Regions from separate parts of the Mus musculus genome. Here region 1 is linked to region 2. A link is a contact called in public HiCAR-type data. All regions are on one chromosome and are shown on one strand. The core of a region is the stretch at or near the end of the contact, and the rest is flanking DNA. Distances in the headings are between cores, read along the strand shown. Region 1 holds the start of Ints2 (integrator complex subunit 2). Region 2 holds the start of Znhit3 (zinc finger, HIT type 3).

Region 1 (3,687 bases), core at 348-2,847, 1.3 Mb before region 2:
GTCCTGCAGAGGCCAGAAGAGGGTGTCAAACCCCTTGGAGTTTTGGAGCCACAAGTATAGGTACTGGGAACTGAACTCAGGTCCTCTGAAGAGCAGAATTTTTTTTTTTAAAGATTTCTTTATTATTATATCTAAGTACATTGTAGCTGTCTTCAGACACCTAGAAGAGGGCATCAGATCTCATTATGGATGGTTGTGAGCCACCATGTGGTTGCTGGGATTTAAACTCAGGACCTTCGGAAGAGCAGTCAGTGCTCTTAACCGCTGAGCCATCTCTCCAGCCCAAAAGCTGCATTTTAATAAAATAGTTCAGAGGCTTGACAGATGGCACAGCATGCCAGGTGTTGGTCGCTGAGCCAGATGACATGAATTCAAGTCCCAGGACATACATGGTGGAAGGAGAAAATGAGCTTCCATGAGTTATTCTTTTTTCTCACAAGTAAACACATGCACAAATGTCACACACACACACACACACACACACACACACACACACACACACACACACAAACGCGCGCGCGCGCGCGCAAGGTCATGCAAACCTTGGGTGAACCAGGAACAACAACCACAACAAAAAACGTAAGCTGGTGAAGATGGCACAATCCTATAATTCCACAATTTGAAAGGCTGAAGCAGAAGTTCAGAGCAGCCTGGACTACATAGTGTGGCGCTGTCTCCAGAACATTTATTATGAGATAAATAGACTTGCAATTTTTAAGATGGTGAGACTTTAGTTTTGATTTTCTTTCACAAGTGCCACATATAATATTGAGAAGGTTCCACTGAATTCGTTCCTAAAATTCACTCTTGAATAGGATTTTTGTAACCTCGAGACCCGAGAAAGCTACCAAACATAGAGCCTCTAGTATGAGCCCTGGGCAGACAGAGGGGTTGTGTCAAGTACCAGTCATCCTTGTCTACATAATGAACTCCAGGCCAACAAGGACCACATATACCTTGTCTGAAAAACAAAACCAACCTCGAATGCAAGCCGGAAGTGGTAGCATGCGCTTATAATTTGGGTACACACCATAAAACTAAATAATGAAAAGTTATTACACTTTGGCCTTAGTGTATAGACTTATGATTAATTACTTTTTTTTTTTTTTTTCGACACATGGTTTCTCTGTGTAGCCCTGGCTGTCCTGGAACTCACTCTGTAGACCAAGCTGGCCTCGAACTCAGAGATCCGCCTGCCTCTGCCTCCCAAGTGCTGGGATTAAAGGCGTGCGCCACCACTGCCCGGCTTCATTACTTTTAAAATTCCCCTACACACAGGTCTTGGGATTCTAGAACTTTCTAGACCGCACCGGCAGGGGTTTAAAGGAGGCTGCAATCGGGTTCCATTAGGCAAATTTCTGTGGAGGAACAGAGCGGACAACTTTTGCCATTTAATACATTATTGTTATTTAAATGTCGCGATAATTGGTTCGGGGGTCGGGATTTCGCTCTGACCGTTTAGGAACTCATCTGACAAGGTTCCAAGAGAAAAGCTCTGGAAAACAAGAAAGTGTAACACTCCACGCTTTCGGAAGCGGGGAGGGCGGTGACGGAGGAAGGGGCGGGCCTGCGCATGCGCAGAGCGGCCCTAAGCTGGCTTTTCTTATCGCCGCCGACGTCTTCTCAGTGCTGTACGGTGGCCGGCGCGTGCCAGAAGCTTGGGATGAATGGAGGTGCAGGGTGCAGGTTGAACTAAGTCTCTGCTTTCCCCTCTCTCCTGGTTGCTTCTCCCTTTTTTTTCCCTTTCCTTTTTACTTTTTTTTTTTTTTTTGCAGTGTCCCCATTCTGATTCTCGCTCTGTCGACGGCACTGTTGGTGCCAGCGTCAGAGTTCTTGGTGCCTGAGTCGACTCCGGGCATTGCCGGGGTTTGGGGATCTGGATAATCACCTAGGCCCAACTTCGGACCGCGCTCTCCATTTCTGCCTCGTCTGGCTCTCGGAGGCGGAATCCGAGTGGGTCCCTTGAGGCTGGAGGGTTGATCTTAAGGTATGAAGCGTCGGCTTCTCGGGCCCAAGTGCCGCTTTGTCTGAAGTCCGCCTGACTCTTCGCAGCCCGGGTCACTCGATTCTCATTGCTGCCTGGCAGAGACCCCTGAGTCCTGTCACCTCTGCCTTGAGCTTACTCTACTGTTAAAAGACCAGCGCTTACTATTGAAACAGCAGCATTTCTGCCTACGATTCTTTGTCCACAGCTCTGCTAGGGAGTAGGTCTTAAGACTGAGTGGTCTCTGTTAACTGTTCCATGTCACCTCTCTTTTCTGCTACCTTTTGAAAATTTACTCAAAACCACAGTGCCCAAGTGAGACTCTCTTTAACTCCTTCAGCTGACTGTACATACACATCTACCTCTATAACAATAGGGGTACGGAATAGCGTTGTGGCTTTCAGAACCATGCCTCTGACATTACTTTTGGCCCGTGAGATGATTTACCAGTGTTTCCATGTAGTTGGGAGGTAGAAAGAGAAGCCCAACTGATATTTATATTTATCTGGTAGGCTTGTAAAATGAAAGAGATCTGGCTGCAGCCGTTCATTTTCTCTCCATATTTCATGGAACTCATGTAATGGGCATAATGAGGGAAGTCTTGGCTGTGTTCAGGGTAGGAGGGTTCACTGGGACACAAAGTATTAGAGCAAATGATCTCTAAATTGAGAAGAAACATTAATCTGCAGTTTTCCTTCTTATCTTCCAGATGTCAGTAGAAACATAGAGACAGAAACCTGAGCTTTAATTGTGCCAACAACATTGCCAATGCAAGGACCTACTAAGTATTTAGTATACTTTGTTAGATTTTAAAGAAGGTTGTCATATATGTGGGAAGTAGATACCGATTTTCATTTTGTTGTTTTGGACTCCTTAGGATCGAGAGCGATGACGCCCGAGGGTACAGGCCTGCAGTTTGTCAGCCCTTTTGCTTTTGAAGCTATGCAGAAGGTGGATGTTGTCCGCCTGGCGTCCTTAAGTGATCCGGAATTAAGACTCCTCTTGCCCTGCCTGGTGAGGATGGCACTTTGTGCTCCTGCTGACCAGAGCCAAAGTTGGGCACAGGATAAGAAACTTATACTTCGCCTCCTGTCTGGAGTGGAAGCTGTCAACTCCATTGTTGCACTGTTGTCTGTGGACTTCCACGCTCTAGAACAAGATGCCAGCAAAGAACAGCAGCTTAGGTAAAGTTCACTTGTGTGTTAGGACTTGGGAGTTACTTGATATTCCAGAGGAGGGGGTTGTAATGATGCTCAGGTCTGTCAGAGCTCCCCCAGCAAAGGGAGAGTAATGTCTGAGAAGCATTTGACAGAGGTCTTTTCTAGTTAAATTCCTAAGAGCTGCTTTCTGTGTTATAAAATGTTGCTCAGAGAAGATTAGCTACATATTAGGTCAGTTACTCTGAGTGGGGACTGAGGAGGAGAAAGTCTTCTAGAGTGGAAGGTTTTATGGGAATGACTGAGCTTTTAAAATTACGTTGCTCCCCACTCCCCCCCCCCCAGACTCCAGGCTGGTTTTGTATCCTTTCATGTCCCTTGTGTATCTGAAAGCTATTGTTACTGAAGTCTGTGGCAATTACTAATTTACAGTTTCTGAGCTCTTGCAATATATAGACAAACAGTGTTTCGGAGGAATGGAAACCATTTACAATGAGTGGATTATTGCAGGAAAGGATTGCCTTGCCAGTGTCTTAATGTGTTTCC
Region 2 (3,885 bases), core at 1,311-3,810:
CATAGGTGGTCAGCTTCCAGGTGGACTGCCACTATCCTGGAGTTTACATGAGCTCCTAGCTAAGAGGCACTGAGAGCTGGCCCTGGAGAGCCTTTAGCATTTAGAGCCCGAGGTTGGCGACTGTCCTGCTTTTTCCCAGGAGACTCTCTTTTCATCGCTTCACGGTTTAGTTACTACTCTAGCTTTTTTTTCTAAGCTGCCAGCAGCTTAATCTACAGCATAAAGTGGGGTGTGTGCTGGGCTCTAAGAGTAGTCGCTACACCGATCCAACGGCGGCCTGCAGCGCCCTCTGGCGGTGCCTGTTGCTGGCATGCAACACTGCGAGAGTCTCTGGAGGCTCACAGGCGCCTGACTGCCAGTAGCTAGGTACCTGAGTTCTGAAACCTTTCTTTGCTGTCTCGCTTCTTTCCAAGGATTTTCACTGCTCTTCAGGCTCTTGCGGAGGAGTACGCGGCATCTAAGATGGGTTTAACTGGAGTTCATAGAAAGCCAGGATGCTCCCATTGGAACCTCAAGTGTGGTCAACTGGATAACGAGTCTGGATTCACAGTGTCCTCGGTATTCCCCCACCTGGTCCCCCTCACACTTCCTTTCCTGTCCTGGACATTGAAGAAAGTCTGACAGTGATCCCTGAAGCTAGGGACCTCCAGAATAGAGGGAGCAGCATCTCCACCACAGGAAGTGTGTGTAGGAGAGATTCTCGGTTTCAGCCATTACATACAAACACACAATACAAATCCGGGTGGTCTGTGACAGTTTATACCCTTGCCACACAGGACACAGATTCAAATGTGATCATGGATGAGTTGTTGGCCTTCTCTGGTTGTCCCATTTTAATTTGGACCTTCTGGAAACCAAAGGTCACATCTCTGTTGAAGACTAGGAACGAAAAGGGTTATTGGGTCAGTGTGAATTTGTATTGGATTCTAAGCAAGCTCTTGACGGGCTGACGGGAGCAAAGAGAGAGCCAAAGGGGCCTTCTGATTTAGCGGAAGGACAGTGTTTTGGGCCTGGAGAGCCTTCCAGCGGTCCCATGATACTAAAGAAGGACTCTTACTCATTTCCCATCCTTTCTACCGAGTCAGACCAAATTGTCAGTAGCAGAGATCCAGGAGATTAGACTCCTTCCGAGTATCATGGAAATAACCCTTTTGCCAGCTACAGGTTAAAAAATATATATGTATGATTTCCATTTGTCTTTCAATAGCTCAAGAATTTAGGTCTGGACATCCACTTTAATTGATAAAAGGGCTCAGGTAGCAACCAAGCCCTCTAAGACACTCAAAGAGTGGGAGTCAGGGCTCCAGGCACTGCCTAGTTTGCAGCAGCTCCATCTCAGCAGGCACAGATGCTCATGCGCACACTTATTAACAGGGACCCTAGAGCAGGGCTGGTGGAAACAGAGGCAGGCCGGCTCTGTGAGTTCAAGCTCAGCCTGGTATACAGCATGAGTTCCAGGACAGCCAGGGTTACACAAAGAAACCCTGTCTTAAAAACAAAAACAAAAACAAAAACAAACAAACAAATCAACAAAGGACCCTAGAGCCTGAATGGGCCACATAGATGAGGAGGAGGCATTTGGGAGAGGAACATGATTTAAGGTCCTGGAAGCTGGAGTTTAGGTTAGACCAAATTCAGAGCTTCAGAGAGGAGCAAGTTTCTTAAAGAAAACAGGATTCCAAGTAGGGCCTGGTGACACACCCTGCAACAGGGTCTCAGACCTTAACACAACTGACTCCACGATTTTGTCTATAACTAAAGTCTATAGTAGCCTTCAAGGTTAGTCATAGCCCATCTATTCTGACTCATTAGCCTGGATTCCTTTAGCCTAGCCACTGATCTGCTCTGCAGTCAGTCAACTCCACCATGGCTTGTAGTGGCATGAAGCACAAGAAAACCTACAGGCTCATTTTCAGAGTCGTGCAAATGCACGGCTTGACACTAAAATTCCAGTCTCTTCCTTAGTCCTTTCCCCATTCTGTTTTCACTTCAAGCCTTGTGCTCCTAGGGAAGAGACCGTCTTCCAATCATCCCCAGTGTCTGGACATTGTAGAACTCACAGTCGGGGTTCAACAAGCATTTGTCAGCAGCTCAGCCTCAAATGTCTTTTGGGCTGGGAGAAGTGGCTTAGCAGTAAGGACCGCTAGATGCTGTTACAGAGTTTGAGTCTTAACATTCACAGTAGGAAGTTCAAACCCGCCTATCTCTAGCTCCATTGGATCTGATATCTTTTTCTGGTCTCTCTTGGGGCAGGGACATCATTTACCCCGGCACAGGCGCACACGTATACAGTTTTTTTTTTTTTTTAATGTCTTTGATTAGGCATGGTGGTGCACACTTGTGATGTCAGTGTCAGGGATGCAGAGGCAGAAAAATCCTGAGTTCCGTGGCCTGATCTAATCAGAGGAAAAAAATCCTTGACGCAGCAGCTCTAAATGCACATCTACTGTATCGACACTCTACAGGTGAGGCCTAGAATAGAGAACAGGATCAATCCATTGCTTCTGACTGCCAATGAGTGCGGAGCGCTGTGATTGGCCCTTGTTTAGGTAAAAGAGTGAGCGCGGGTGTCTTCTGGGAAGTCATGGCGTCGCTGAATTGTAGGACTGCGGTCTGTGTGGTCTGTTTGGAGAAGCCGAAATACCGTTGCCCGACTTGCCGCGTGCCCTAGTGAGCCAGAGCGGGTAGTGGGTTCGGAGGGAGGCCGGGCTGCGGGCGGCGGCTGCGGGCAAGGGGTACGTGCTGCGGCCGCTCGTGCTGATCGTGCTGACCTGAGCCTGTCTGTCTCATTACAGCTGTTCGGTCCCCTGTTTTCAGAAGCACAAAGGTAAGACCCCGGGACACCGTCGCAGCCCTTGCTCCTTCTTTGTACCGTACAGGCCCCATGCCCCCAGGAACCCGAAGCGGGAGGATTCCCGCCAGTTCAAAGCCAGCCTGACTACAGACTGAGACCCTGTCTCAAATAATCCAAAGCAAGTCAGCTGCTTTCTTGGGAAAAGTCTTAGCTATTTATTCATCTTGACATTCTAGTGTAGCCCCTCACTATCGCAGAAACTGCCTTGGCTGAGGTCAATTAGCCAGCAATGGTTGTCTTTAAAATATGGTTGTTTATTATTTACAATAGGAGAAATTTTCTTTTTCTGTGTGTGGTATTTTGAGACAGGTTCTCCTCCTCCTCCTCTTTTTTTTTTTTTCCGAGGCAGGGTTTCTCTATGTAGCTCTGGCTGTCCTGGGACTCACTCTGTAGACCAGGCTGGCCTCGAACTCAGAAATCCGCCTGCCTCTGCCTCCCGAGTGCTGGGATTAAAGGCGTGAGCCACCACGCCCGGCTGGTTCTTTTTCTTCTTTCATTTTCCTTCTTTCTTTGTTTGCTTTTCAATAAAGGGTTTCTGGCTGCCTTCGAACTCGCTCTGTAGACCGGGCTGGCTTCAAATTCATAGCGATCTGCCTGCCTCTTGCCTCCCAAGTGCTGTTTTATTTTGTGCTGAGAAAGAGTATCTCAGATTCACTATATATTCCTTTTTTTGTTTTGTTTTTGTTTTTGTTTGTTTTTCGAGACAGGGTTTCTCTGTGTAGCCCTGGCTGTCCTGGAACTCACTTTGTAGACCAGGCTGGCCTCGAACTCAGAGATCTGCCTGCCTCTGCCTCGCGAGTGCTGGGATTAAAGGCGTACACCACCACGCCTGGCTGAACTATATATTCTATACTCCTCCCAGACTCACAATCCCCATGCCTTAGTTTCCTAATGCTGGGATTAAAGGCACAAGCCACCACGGCCCAGCTGAGACTGGCTCTTTTTTTTTTTTTTTTATGTAGTTCAGGCTGGCCTATCTATCATGATCATGCTTTGTCATCCTCAAATGCTAGGATTATAGGAGCCACCAG

Evidence for each region. HiCAR-type assays count read pairs that join an accessible place to other places.
Region 1: a HiCAR-type map of astrocytes shows a contact between it and region 2, with 4 times the contacts expected there. The contact joins the promoter of Ints2 here to the promoter of Znhit3 in region 2. A contact is called at or near these places in 2 of 39 promoter capture datasets (both in liver) and 1 of 115 datasets of contacts at active chromatin or transcription factors (astrocytes).

What each region holds. Positions count from the first base shown.
Region 1 is chr11:86,255,504-86,259,190 of GRCm38.p6, reverse strand. Ints2 (integrator complex subunit 2) reads left to right here and starts at 1,597. Exons shown (of 25, transcript NM_027421.3): 1 at 1,597-1,987; 2 at 2,862-3,168. The coding sequence starts at 2,873. All of the region lies in intron 2 of Brip1os (BRCA1 interacting protein C-terminal helicase 1, opposite strand), which reads right to left.
Region 2 is chr11:84,915,041-84,918,925 of GRCm38.p6, reverse strand. Znhit3 (zinc finger, HIT type 3) reads left to right here and starts at 2,560. Exons shown (of 5, transcript NM_001005223.3): 1 at 2,560-2,670; 2 at 2,796-2,827. The coding sequence starts at 2,585.